Linked DNA regions of Bicyclus anynana: region 2 is linked to region 1. A link is a contact called in public Hi-C data. All regions are on one chromosome and are shown on one strand. The core of a region is the stretch at or near the end of the contact, and the rest is flanking DNA. Distances in the headings are between cores, read along the strand shown.

Evidence for each region. A called contact is a pair of places that touch in the nucleus more often than the background predicts.
Region 2: a Hi-C map of whole body shows a contact between it and region 1, with 2.6 times the contacts expected there. The contact joins the promoter of LOC112052714 here to the promoter of LOC112052624 in region 1. A contact is called at or near these places in 2 of 2 Hi-C or Micro-C datasets (whole body and whole larva).

What each region holds. Positions count from the first base shown.
Region 1 is chr5:9,792,415-9,799,788 of ilBicAnyn1.1, reverse strand. LOC112052624 (dehydrogenase/reductase SDR family protein 7-like) reads left to right here and starts at 4,780. Exons shown (of 5, transcript XM_024091778.2): 1 at 4,780-5,214; 2 at 6,191-6,334; 3 at 6,686-6,905. The coding sequence starts at 5,071.
Region 2 is chr5:9,931,688-9,939,061 of ilBicAnyn1.1, reverse strand. It overlaps LOC112052714 (protein RER1), which reads left to right and starts at 4,656. Exons shown (of 5, transcript XM_024091897.2): 1 at 4,656-4,797; 2 at 5,101-5,205; 3 at 6,493-6,589. The coding sequence starts at 4,717. It overlaps LOC112052737 (a long non-coding RNA gene), which reads right to left. Exons shown (of 4, transcript XR_008250850.1): 2 at 6,470-6,631; 3 at 6,000-6,036; 4 at 4,977-5,716. It overlaps LOC112052747 (TOX high mobility group box family member 3), which reads left to right. Exons shown (of 15, transcript XM_052881661.1): 14 at 737-855; 15 at 1,272-2,475. The coding sequence ends at 1,341.

The sequences.
Region 1 (7,374 bases), core at 3,531-6,030:
GCGCCTCTGCGATTTGTTTCCTTAGTATGCTATGGTCCGTGGCGTTTAGCGGGAAATTTAAAAGAAGTTGTGCGTTTTAAAAACAAATTCAATCTTTGAAAGTAACTTATTTATTTTAAATTACAAATTAATTTTATTTATATACATTAACACTCAATACAATAGAATGACGAATAAAATATATAAATTAAAACTAAGAATTACACAGTATATCTTTGAAAGTTAAACCCTTTCACACCTATATATATACTTGTACCGACTCATAAAACCTGTATCAAAAAATCTACAAGACAGTGTGACTTTACATTTGACTTTAAACATATAATAGTATTCAGAGGTAATAGTATATCATTAGAAGAATTCATGACAAAATAAAACACAAAACACTGCTTTCATATTAATTTCTTATAATATTTATGTCAATTTTATCATCTAATGATACATTTTATTATCTACTTACCTACCTATGTTTTATTAAATTTAACGTATCTAAGACGACATAAATAAATATAGATACCTACCAATTGAAAGTAAAAATGTTTTGTATTGTATTGTATATAATTAAAAAAAATATGTTTTAAATAATCCTAGCTTTTTATGTAAATATTTGGACTATAACATTTTAGGCCTATTTTAACGACAATCTATTAAAGGGTTACTACAGGGTCAAGCCTCCATATAAGTGAGAGGATATGGAGCTTTGATCAAAATCAAATCAAAATCAAAAATCATTTATTTCAAGTAGGCTCAGTTTACAAGCACTTTTGACACGTCAGTTGACTATTTGTAAAGATTCTACCACCGGTTCGGAAGGCAGGTTCTGCTGAGAAGATACCGGCAAGAAACTCAACAGTTGCTCTTTTGAAAAAGTCATACACTATTATAATTTACAATTAATAACAAGTACAGTATACATTTCTTATAGTTTTACTTTCTGTGTGAAGGTGGAAGCTGATCCAACGGCCTCCAAGCATCTTTATCATTAAGGAACTCATCAATGTTGTAGTACCCTCGACTAAGTAAATGTTTTTTAACACATTGCTTAAAGCTATGCATTGGCAGGTCCATCACAGTCTTGGGGATCTTATTATAGAAGAGTACACCCAAACCTACAAAAGATTTTTTTACTCTTTGGAGACGATATGCAGAAATAACTAACTTATGCCCGTGTCTAGTAAGACGTGGGTTTAAATCTCCTTTTCGTTTGTACAAATTAATATTTTGTCTTACATATACTATACTGTTATATATATATTGACAGGCTACTGTTAGTATACCTATTTCTTTAAACTTTTGACGAAGGGACTCGCGTGATTTTAATTGATATATTGCTCGAATTGCTCTTTTTTGAAGTACAAATATAGATTGTATATCGGCAGCCTTGCCCCACAATAAAATACCGTAAGACATTACGCTGTGAAAGTACGCAAAATAAACAAGCCTAGCTGTATCAACATCAGTAAACTGTCTTATTTTTCTCACGGCAAATGCCGCTGAGCTAAGTTTACCAGACAGTTTTTCTATATGAGCACCCCACTGAAGTTTACAATCCAAGGTCACTCCCAGGAAAACTGTGGAACTCTCCATTTCCAGACTTGACTTTAGGCAGGCCTGGCGCACTCCGTGTTTTAGCTCAAACGAGAGTAACTTAAACAGGCGAGTGTCGCCGCTCGGATCGGACGTTTTTGCACACGCTGCGCGACGTGCCTCGCCCGTTCGTTATCTTTCGTCGTTTGTAAATAACCAAAAAAATAATGGGGAAAAAAAATATTGTTGTGCATTTGGCTGCCTAAATAATATTATGGATCGGAGACTCGCGTGTTTCAATGAAAAAAAACATTTTAAGTAGGTACTTAAATAATATCTACCGAATAATTACTTCCATTATTATCTTGTTTATGTAAGGTATCTTATTAATGTTCAAGTACGTAGTTAGAATATAAATTTTAATATTACTACCTCCCAATCGATTTTCGTTTATAAAGTTATTAATATTAATATTTTTTTTTCAGAAGTTGAAAACCAACGCCTATTCCTGAAGAAAATATTATTTATTTATTTATTTATTGATATACCAACAATGAGAACAACAAACATTAATAATGATCTATACATAGGTAAACTTAAAAAGTTCTAGTGCTAGACGAAGCCATCTTTTATAGGTATATACAGCATTGTTATTTGTTGTCCGGTTAAACTTCAAAATTAAAACTAGTTTAACTAGTTTACTTATTTACTAGTACCTAACTAGGAAGACGTCGGATACAGAAAATCTTTAATTATCTAACTTTACGACTTTAGGAATACTTTCCAATCTGTACTTTAGGAATAATTATATACCTACATTAGGGCTGTGATATCCCAATCTGAAGATATTTTACCATTTCAAAAAGATTTCTGTATTTCACATTACCTTAATCTGCGGTTATCAAGGGCTTACGCAAAAAGAAGGCCCCGGGGCCTGACACGATTAGCAATAAGGCTTAAAGCTCCTCCCGGTCCAGATAATCAACCTCCTGGTGAACATCTTCAATGTTCTCCTAGCCCACTGCGCCTTCCCAGACGCATGGAAAGAAGCCACGGTCATAGGCATCCACAAGCCGGGCAAACCCCGCGATCTCCCGACTAGCTACCGCCCAATTAGTCTTCTTAACACCATAGGCAAGGTGTATGAGATAATAATCTTGAATCGCCTCAAAGCCATTTGCGATGAGAAGCAACTTCTCATCAACCAACAGTTTGAATTTCGGTGTAGACACTCATGTGTTCACCAAGCGCACCGCCTCACGGAGCACATCCTTATCGCTTTAATAAATTCTACAAACTTATAGCCACCGGGGCGCTTTTCTTTGACGTAGCTAAAGCGTTTGACCGAGTCTGGCACGAAGGCTTAATAGTCAAACTGAACCGGTTTGGCGTGCCAATTAAAATGGTCCGCTTGCTACAAAGCTTTCTCCAACCGCACCTTTAGGTACCGTATAGACAGCACTCTCTCATCCCCCATACGGATTCGCGCCGGAGTCCCCCAGGGCTCCGTGCTCTCCCCGCTCCTATACTTGCTCTTCACAAGCGACATCCCCACCAACCACCCGGACGTACACGTCGCACAGTTCGCGGATGACACCGTACACCACTGTACACACCACCACTGTACACTGTACACACGACGGCCATAGACCGGCGTTCCATTAGAGTCCGCCTCCAGAAGGCAGTTAACATTATAGGCAAATGGCTCCGCCTCTGGCGGATAGAAGTCAACCCAGAGAAAAGCGCAGCAGTGCTTTTCACTGGCAAACCGGTCCCTCGAAACAAACCCGGACTCAAAGAAGTCTTCCTTTACGGAGCTCCCATCCCCTGGCAATGTACTGCCCAGTACCTAGGCGTAACCTTTGACAACCGCATGAGCTTCTCCATGCACATCAATAAAGCGAGGAAAAAGGCTGCATACGTAATGCACCGCCTTTATGCGATGATTAACAAGAAAAGCAAATTGTCTCTCCGTTCTAAGCTAACGCTTTATAAAACCACGATCCGTCCGATCTTAATCTACGCTAGTGTAGTATTTGCCCACCGTCACAAAACGACCCTAAAGTCGCTCCAAACATTGCAAAACCGGTTTCTGCGACAAATCACGGCGCACGGGCGCACCGTGGTTTATACGCAATAACGACCTCCATAGAGACTTAGATTTACCTTCAATAGCTAGTTACATAAAACAGCTCTCTCGAAACTATTTCGACAGAGCTGCCATCCATCCCAACCAACTAGTGGTTGAGGCCTGCAACTACACTCCCAACCTTAACGCTAACTTCAAGGGCGTCCCAAAAACGTCCTTTACGATCCAGACGATGACATGACGACCGACAATGCTTTCCGGGCAACACAATCACAAGCAACACAGCGTCTTCGCCGGCGAAGACGATGTCCCCGATATCTAACGTCACCCGGACGTGGGTTTTCCAACTCACGATCTCGGGGACGTCCGTTTGCCGCGTATGGTAAGAAGGTAAGGTGGCAAAGAAAAGCGTGTTTATCGATCGCCGTTTACTGTTCAACTGGTTTAATATAACTAAATACATTGGGTTAGTAATGTGCTGTTGAGTGGTTAGTATCGGCATGTGCGCGCCACATGTGTGTGCGCACATGTTAACTGACAATTTGGTACGTTGTAAACTTATAGATAATCTACGAACTAAATATTAATGTAGATAAGCTAAAATAATAATATAATAATATTTTTATGAATAACGCTACATCCGGACTGATTCGCTCAGGTCACGGTTACACCGAATGGCCCTCTAAGCCGAGGTCCGCGTCTCATAGGAGATGCCCTTAGAAAGCCGTTCCGTCCTCTATCTTTATTTCAGCCTTCGGGTCTCATCAGGCGATGCTTCTGCGCTCGCCCAAACCCTCCGGTGACGCCGTAGTGGTCCCACATGGAGCCATCGGCACTTACTGAACACGAAAAAAAAAACATTACCTTATCTTTTCCTTTTAAAATAGTCCTTCTCCATTGAATAAGTCTTTATTAAACTTACTAAAAAACATACAAAAACACTAAATGTCAACTACGAGTAGCTTAAGTCAAAGACACAGTGAATATGCCTGCTGGTATCCAGGACAGTAAAATAAAAAAAAATGTTTGTTATTGTAGTAATCACAAACGGCTAAAAAGATAGTAATTATGTTTCTTGGTGTAGTGACAGATTACAAACGTTCATTTTTGATATATGATTTAGGTACTTGTACCGAATCGTAAATCTATGGATTTATTTGTCGTCTGTGATCACAAACACTTGATTTGATTTGTTTTTAATGTTTTTAATTTTATTCAAATTCATCCACAGACCCGAAAACAATAATGATAATGATGATTGATGTTTTTGTTTAAAGCTTTGAAGATAATCTCGTGCGATAATCAAGTCAACTTTTAATTTTTATGATACATTATAGCGTTTTATCGTGGGTCATAACTGAAAACAAAGTTATCACCTTCACCGTTCGACCTTCACAAGTTTTCCTTCACTTGGGAAGGTACTTATTGCACACAGACCTTGGTATAAGTTAACGATGTCTGTGATTAAAGTCATTAATGAAAACTCGCTCAACTGGTATCTCAAGTACATTGGTTTTCCGCTGGCTGTTGGGCTCACCATGTTTCGTATCTGCTCACAATCAACAAATCGCAGACGAAGAGCTGCTTTAGAAGGAAAGGTGAGGAAAATATATGAATTTATTGTTTTAAATATAAGTCCCAAGAATAAGTTCATTGATCCCTTTAATAAATAAACCATTGGGTCAATATAAATCTTTGAAGGTACTTTTTCGACTGTCTCATCAGATTTGAATTCTTCCCTTTATTCAAATTTAAAAAAAAAATGTATTGTGTTGGAGCAAGGTCCGCCGACCTTTCAAGCTGTTTCACCTTCTCAATTGCTTTAAGTGGATTAAAACAATTTTTTCACTAACACCGCAGCCTGCAGCTAGCTCAGACGTGGTTTGTGATGGATCCCTTTCCACAATGATCTTTCAAATCTTCATTATCAACTTTGGTCACTGGCCGTCCACCAGGCTTGTATTGATCAAAATTTCCAGAACAAAAATTTTGAATTAAAAACACACTGTGCTTTCTATTACAACACAGCCACCATATACATCATTAATCCTTAGAGTCATTTCTGCAGTACTGGTGCCAAGATGGAACTTGTTACTCATAAATAATGCTATATTCCAAGTTTTCCATTTTGTAAACTGAGTGACACAAAGAAAAAAGCCATAAGAGAAAAAACAAATTAATTAGTGTTTCTGAAATACAAAAGCCTAAGTAAATAATAGCATAATAGTATAAATGTATAAATTTCAAATTGGAATTCCTAACCACAGAGGCTAGTAAAACAAAATGCTACTCATTTCGTATGTAAACACTTCATATTAATACTCTTAAGTCTCTCATTTTAACTGTTTTAATGTTATTTATTTAATGATCTAATCATTAAAATATTGCTTAATTTTTTCATGAATTTTAATACTCATTGCAGAACTTGATTATACCAGTAAAAAAATCAACTGAGTGATTTTACAATGCGATGATTATAAATATGTTTATTCATTGTTAGCAACACAGTAATATAAATTATTTTAAATTCTACTTGTTTGATGAAACAAATTAATAAGTAAATATGTTTTACAGGTGGTTGTTATTACTGGTGCCAGTTCAGGTATTGGAGAGGCTTTAGCTCATATTTTCTATGAATATGGTTGCAAAGTTATTCTAGCTTCGAGAAGAAAAACTGAGCTGGAAAGAGTTAAAGAAGATCTACTGTCAAAGAAACTTGTAAGTACATTTCAGATTATTTTAAAACCCTGCATAAGCAAAGTGCAATTCTCAGGATATTATTATTTTGTGTTAGTCAACTTGTACAAATTAAATAACTAAAAAGTGGTTAGCAAGGCTTTGTTAATTTTAAGCACAGGAGGCCCATAACCTTATATTTTGTAAATGTGACCAAACAATATATCTTGTGTTGGGATGAAAGAGATTGGGATGGGACTACTATGCCGCCGTTGGTTAAAACTTTATATAGAATATCTTTGGGCGCATGTTAGCATCACAGAAGGAAGATGCTTTACCCACAAAGATGTGTTACATACATATTTATAAATTTGGAATATTTTCTGCTTTCAGTCTTCAAAAACAGAAGAACCAATTGTGTTGGAATTGGATTTGGCAGATTTACGCCAGTGTGAGCCATTTGTAAAAAATATATATGATGCTTGTGGTCATATTGACATACTAATTAACAATGGGGGAGTGTCTCACCGAGGTTCAATCCTTTACACTACATTGGAAGTGGATAAAAAAATTATGTATACAAACTATTTTGGTTCAGTAGGATTGACTAAAGGTAATGTTTAAAAGCTATTTTTTTTAGTTTGGGCTTAGCTTCAGACTGGGTACTGTTAGAATAGAATCAGGAACTAATTAATCAGTTTAAATAATTGAATTATAAGTTCTAATTCAAAATTCAATAATTCTAATAATTGTTTATTTTTGTCATGAAGTTGGCAACACTGTTATCTATTTTGGCACTGTATTTGAGCACTCATGAGCAGTAACAATGTTGTTATTGCTGTTATGCACAACAGTGAATTTCATGTAGAGTGCGCGCAAGATAAGTCTGGCGGCGCAATTATGTTGCCAGCATTATTGATCTCTTTCACCCACCAAGAGATAGATAGAGATAGACGACAAGATGGCGGCATTTTTGATTAGTTCCGATTTTGGTCACGCGCAAATTTGTCGTGCGCGCAGTCTGTTAAATTAATTATTATAATACCATTTAACAGTCCTCAATCATAAAAGTATAGTTTTTT
Region 2 (7,374 bases), core at 3,407-5,906, 140 kb before region 1:
AGACTCAACACCGAGGGGTGGTTTGGATTTGATCCCCACCCCGTTGGTTTATTGTTGTACCCACTCCTAGTACAGTCTTTTTCAACAAGTTGAAGGGGAATGGGAATATTGATCATATTTAATACATATGGAAAATATTCTTTAAAAAAAAATGTACTTTTGGTCCTAAGTCAAGTAAGGCAAAGGCAACCATACTAAAACTTTTAATGAGTCCAGCAAGTAAGTGGAATAAATCGCATAAAACACTCTTTGCTCAACCTTCACTTCACTTGTGCACCTTTACAGAACTAAATTGAATAAAATGTATTCTATTTTATACAATAAAATAATAAAAACTCTAAAATGCAGCAAATCAATTAAAATAAAACGAGAGGTACATGTAATCCTTTGATTTTCCTGCCAATATCAATATTTGTAGATAAATTTATAAATAATAAAATCATTAATATTATTAATATTATAAAAAAACTTTATCATTAAATTAAATCTTTGTAATTAATTATTTCCATGTGTTCAAAATAAAGAAACTAAAATTGATAACCCTGATAGGCCGTACTGACTATAGTATTTTAGTCTCCTTTTAAGAACTCTGTCTTGTAAATCCACCGCACATTGCACCACGGAGGCCGTCAAAAAGGTTATGACAGATAACAGTTTTCCACTTAACATCAGCTGTCCCATCTGCTCGTTCAATCAAATTATAAAAAAAATATTAAATATGCTTGTATTTTTTCAGCAAAACGAAAATCGAAGTACACCGTCATGTATCCGCCAGGGCTGCACCAATCCTGCTATAGCCAATAGCGAATGGGAGGATGAATACTGTTCCAATGAATGTGTTGTTAGTCACTGCAGGTATTACAACATCTTGTTATATTTTTATTTACATTAAACGCATAATGCGAAAGCAACAAGCTGACGCCCGCGACTTTGTTCGCGAGAATGTTTTTTTTTTATTTTTTTATAAAGAACATTTGTCTTCATTACAACCCCTATTCATCCTAGGTTGATTTTCAAAGTTCTCGAAATAAAGAACTGACAATAAGAAGTACTTTTTATAATTTTTATTTCTTCCTATTTATTGTATTTTCGCGACAAAATGTAACTTAATTATGTTCTTTTCCTAATAAGGGATCTAAAACAAAACCAAAATTCATCTTAACATATGGGAAATATTCTTTCAGTACACTACTAATACTACTTTTTTTTATATATTAGATTTTATTTTTTAGCTAATTAATAACCATTAATTTGAATGCTTTTATTTTCAGAGATGTATTCAGCTCCTGGGTGGCTTCAAACACAAATAATCAAATTCAAAACTTCTCAGCTGTCAAATAAAGCGTGTAACATATCATAACACTTTTGGATTGTATAAAAAAATCTTAGCATACTAATTTGCCTTGTTATTGTTATTTAAAAATTCAATGTTAAAACTACAAATAATATGATCACATTTTGTAATCAAATCATATTCGCGGAGATGAATTACTTTGTTCCATATTGACTGAAAATATCTTTATTTTCATACAAATATTTTTTTAATATGTAAAACATTGGAGTGCCTTGCCAAATGACAACACATGGACAGTTGTGAATGGTTTTATGAAAACTGTACAGTTTGACACTTGGACAAAAGATAAAGAAGGATGAGTGTTACAGTAACAAGTAATCTTCTCCCGATATCTAATTTGTAATTTTATTTGTTTGAAATTGAAATTAAAATGTGTTCAGTAATTTGTTTTGAATGGAATGTTCCAAGTTATTATAAATATGCATTTATTTTTACAACAATATTTCATTAAGTACAAGTCTCTCTATTTTTTTATTTTGAGAATCTGAGTTTTTTAATTTGTTTTTATTATTGAAATATGTTGGCGATAAATCACTTGATACCTATTAGTTTAAATATGTAATGAAATATAGGTATACTCGAAAGTGTTTAAACTAACTAATAAGATGTTTTCGAGAAAAACTATCAAAATGTGATTTTTTTTTAATTAAACGCGTAATTTAGCGTGTGAAAAAATATAGTGATTATGAGTAAACTCTACTATTAGAATATGTAGGTATCAATATTTAAATATTTCCTACTGTTTATTCCTATGTTAACTCAAATGTATTCGTAACAGCAATATCAACTTATCCCTTAGAAGTTGTGCTTAGCATAGGATATAGCTGGACCAAAATTTCCTTTATATTCAAAACAATGATACTAGTGTATGAATAAGTTGTTTTATTGTATATTTAGTAAAATACAATTGTAAATAAACCCTTGCAATAATAGTATTAGTAGTAGTTAAGGTAAAATAACTATGTTATAATTATTATTTCACATAATCCTTAGGTAAGTATTTCCAATAGACTACTTAGGTAGGTACTTCTAAAGCAAAATATCTTTATGTACTTGTAATATAAATGTGTAAAAAATGTAACTAGAACAATTATTATTTCATTAAATTTCCTAAGCAGTAACATTTGTTTAATTTTTAATATCTAGATAGATCTACATCACAAAAATAAAAATATTGAAAAACATTGATTCTCAATATTGCAATCAAAGACAATTATTTTATGATGTCAGTCCAAAATACCAGACCAGAGGGAAAACAGGAATGTTGAATTTTTTAAATTATATATATAGATTAAGCTAATAGTAAAGCAATAATTTTGTAGAAGTAACAGGGTATCTGTGATCATTTGCGATTATTTTGCGGCGTTGCCACGGATCGCTCAAAAATGCCCCATACTAAATGATACCGATGCCGGCGTCGTCGACAAACGAGGAGTGAAATCGTTAGATTTGTATGGGCGTTCAACAGTGGCGTAGCGTGCCTTGGAAGGGCCTTGTATCAAAATTAGATGGGGACCCAAATGAACAGTAAACGAAACAAAAATGCTCGCTTAAAATAAATAAGACAGTGACTTAACGTTCGTTTTCAACTTTTCGGCTCACGCATAACCAGGGGATGTGGATTACCTGCATTTTACTAAATTTGCATTCACACGTAAGGGGCTCCTGTAGTCCGGGGGCCTATAGCCTGGTGAAACCGGTGAAACTGAAACCCTTTGACACCTATAGAAACCCATGAAAATACAAACGTCACGCTTCTCCTAGAAACCGTATAGATGTACTTTTTCCATAATTTGTATTTAAAAACACTAACAACAATTAAATTAATATATTAATCAATAATTACCAGTAAAACATACTTTTTTCTTTAGGTTTTGTAAACAGTTTTTAAAATATTTAAAAACTTAGGGCCCCATTTTTCTTAAATAATATTGAAAGTTTTAAAAAATATCGGAAAAAATTACAGTGCATATATATAGGAATAAGTGAATTTAATACATAAAAGGTAGTAATCAAGGAACATATTTGCTCAGGAGGGAGTAATGTATTCAAAAACAAAGAAATCATTTTAAACAAATTTTGAAAACGCATGCTTTTTTTGTCTAGATGATTTTTTTTAATTTGGCGGGTGATTTTAGTCTCTACTTACATTAGCCAGACCCTTAGACCATTAAAAAGAATGGACCTGTTTCGCACCCAAATTCACCAACAAAAAAGTCTGTCGTGTCGTTTTTTGAGGGGGACGAGGTAAACTCACACATTGAAAACATTTAACACCAATAAGTATATTCTGTGTCCATACACTACACACAACTATATAATTGACTTGCAATACACACACGCGTAAATTTTACACAGACTAACCAACACATCGCTTAGACTATCCACAGAATATATATATAGAATATTCGATTACAAGATCGATTTTTTGCTGTTACGTCAAAAGAATCGATTCTTTTAGAAATGCCATTCAACTACACAAACCGGCACTTTTAAGGAGCTCTTTACACGACGAAAACGATTACAACAATGAAACACCGATTCTATAGAAACAGTTTTTATAAACGTGTTAGATCATTGATTCTTGATCTTTGACAGAGGGGTAACGGTTTACGAGGAGCAGTATTTGGAGCAGCTACGACAGCGTCGTGTTCCTTGCGCTCTATCTGTTTATTCTGTACTAATTACGGCAAATGTTTTTTGATTAATTTTTAAATTATAATTCATCATCATACGTCAAAAACAATCGGATGTACATATAGGAGTTTCACAGGACGTACCGACGTAAATGATTTCTTTAAATGACGCCTACGTGCTTCGAGGCGGAACTTTGTAATAAGAATAATTTTGAAAGATACATAGAACTGTTTGACATTTTGTTATCCTTTAAAGCATTTTAAAAACAACGTAGGTGAGAAAGAGACAAACATATTTTTACTCTTATGGTTCATATTTTCATCGTACTTGTATAACTAAAAATTTTAAAGATAACTTAGGATGTTCCTTGACTTAGGACCGTTCCTCCTTAATCTTCTTCATTGGTTCCGAGTCCGACCACGACCACGTAAATGTAGCTTGTCGGTCGGTTGAGTGGTGTTTGTCTCGGGTGTGGTAGCAATTTGACACGTAATATGTACAAGTTTTTTTAATTCAGGCAACATTGTTCTGTAGACGTCAGCTGATATGGATGACAAGATCGCTAATTATATTTTACAAAGTTATAATATTTTTAATTGAAGTGAATTAGATTATAAAAAGTGAAAAAGTAGAGCAAATCAAATACTTTGTTAAAACTATCTTTCAAAAATATATAATTGATATTCATGTCATAGATAGGAAAGCGTAATTAAACGGCACCTACAATGATGGACGGAAACGATATTTTATCCTCCGAATCTAGCAGAAGAGGTGTTATATCTCAAGGATGGACTCGTATATCCCAAGTAACTTTTGTTTTGTTTGTTGTGCTAAGTTTCTTTACATTGTCAAAATATTGTTGTAAATATCAATACCTACACATTCGGAAAATACCAACCTCTTACAATTTTTTTCAATGGAATTGATGCAAATAATTTAAAACTTATTCTAGGTCTAGATTCTAGGTTTATTCAATAAATCAATGCCAAGTTACCCATATATATAATAAATTAACATATACATGGCTATTTTCGTTTGATTCTGCAAGTTACAAAATAATACCTAATATTTTTTACAACAGTACTTTATAAATCTGTTTCATTTTACAGATATACCAAGGACTCTTAGATAAATGGACACCACATATAAAGAGTCGATGGGCAGCCAGTATATTACTGTTAGCTATATTCGTCCTACGAATATTTTTAAAACAAGTAAGTTTTTTGTAACATTGAAATTATAATTGCATGTTTCAACTGTAACAATATTCTAATCTACACTCTAATATGACCGAGTGAGTTTATTATTGTTTTTTCACACCACTACTCAAATGATCATTGAATCCTGAGATTCTACACTAGAAAAGTATTTAAACAAGTCAACCTAACTAACTAAACTAAACCTAACCTAACAAATGAAGTAACTAAACATGGCTATGTAATTAGTTTGTATGCTATAGAAGTGGTTGCAAAAGGAATACCAGCAAAATCTCTTGCTCACTTGCTCACTAAAACTGCAGTAAACTCTATATTAGAATATGTAGCCAAAGTAGCTGTAGTAGGGTATTACCTAATTTGGTATTACCAAATGTAGACATGTTACGGAGAAGCTCCTTCACCCTACACATGGGTCACAAGCCCCAGGCTCCTTTGTTTTTCTCTGTGCCACATGATGCACCCAGCACCCACATGGTGAATCCATGGAATACTGAAGCCATTTGTCTCTCTATAACAAATACAATGGAATGTTTTATAGTATTAAAATTACATCAGCAACCATATAGGTTATCAATAAATTTTGAATATAATAGTTGAGTTGATGTAGAATCAGTTTGAAGGCTGTGCCAATCCAGTGTTGTGTTTTAATGAAAGCTGTTTCTGAGTGAACCTCAAAAATTTTATTATTTCAACACCTTGAATTAAATCATCACTGTCTTGAAATCGTCTTCTGAACTGAAACTTGTTGGATAATACCTTCAGTGACAGCAGAAAAAGTTAATAATAATTACCTACAACATACTATTTCCCCATACTGATCCAACCGACCTGAAACACATAGAATACACACTAATTTATAAATATTTAGTTCTGTTAATCTTTTTTCCTCAAATATAAGCATATAAGACAGGCTTCATAATTTATTCTTTTAAAGAATATATTATAATGGATTTTTAAAAATAATATAGCAACAACACAATATTACATTTACTATTGCTTTGATATATCTAAATAATTATATTCCATTAGTTGTCCAGAAATGTATCAGTCATTATCTGCTATTAGAGGATGTTGTCACAATTTTTTAACACCCCAGATCAATAGGGTCATTGACATCAAGTAGTTAGCGCTAACATTTGAATGTGTAATATTAATTCTGCTTGAGTGATAAATATTGGTGATAACTCCTAATGCCTATACATGTATTACATTTATTATTTAGCAATAATCACAAATGTTTGACATTATTATTATTACTTACTTAAACTTTGTAAATGTTTACAGGGCTGGTATATAGTCACATATGCACTAGGAATTTACCATTTAAACTTATTTATTGCATTCCTCACACCAAAAATAGATCCTGCTATGGACTTTGATGGTAAGCCTGTTTTCAATAAAATCGTCTGTTTCGCTCCCTTGTCTGCAAATTAAACATAGACAATATAGTAAAAGTGCTCAAAACAGAAAATAAAAAGACCTGGAATTGAATTCATATCTGTGTAAGCTGTCAATGTCATGTAATATTGTCAAATGTCAATAAGACACAAGTTAAAAATAAACACTAAATTGTAGACAAAGAAGCATTAAACAAAAAAATCGTTAAATTGCTTATAAACGCCATAAACGAACGCTACTACGCGAATATCACTGACAATCTGTTAGGGTGTGAGCTACAAGCATGTTGCCATGATAAAAATTCTTAATTAATGTTGTCAGCTAATGAAAAAAATACATTATAATTTAATTATTGAAAAAAAATGTGGTTTCCAAAATTTTTTTTATTTTGTGCTTTAAGCCCTATATTTTATGTTATTTTAAAATAAAAATAATTTGTACTGCTTATTTGACACTCGGAATAAAGGCCTAGCCTCCATACAAAATTAGGACATGTCCTATAATATGTAAATAATTTCATTCATCATGTTCATCATGATCATCACAATGATTCCGGTCCAACTTTCCATTTAGGAAACATGACATTTACATGTCTCAAACAGTAAACGAAAAACATAGTGAGGAAACCTCTGCATACCTGAGATTTTTCTTAATTCTCTTTGTGTGTGAACTTCACAAAAAAAAATCCACATTGGGCCAGTGTGGTGGACCATTAGCCTAACCTCAACAGTGAACCGAATATGGGTTGTTAATGATGATGACTTTCTT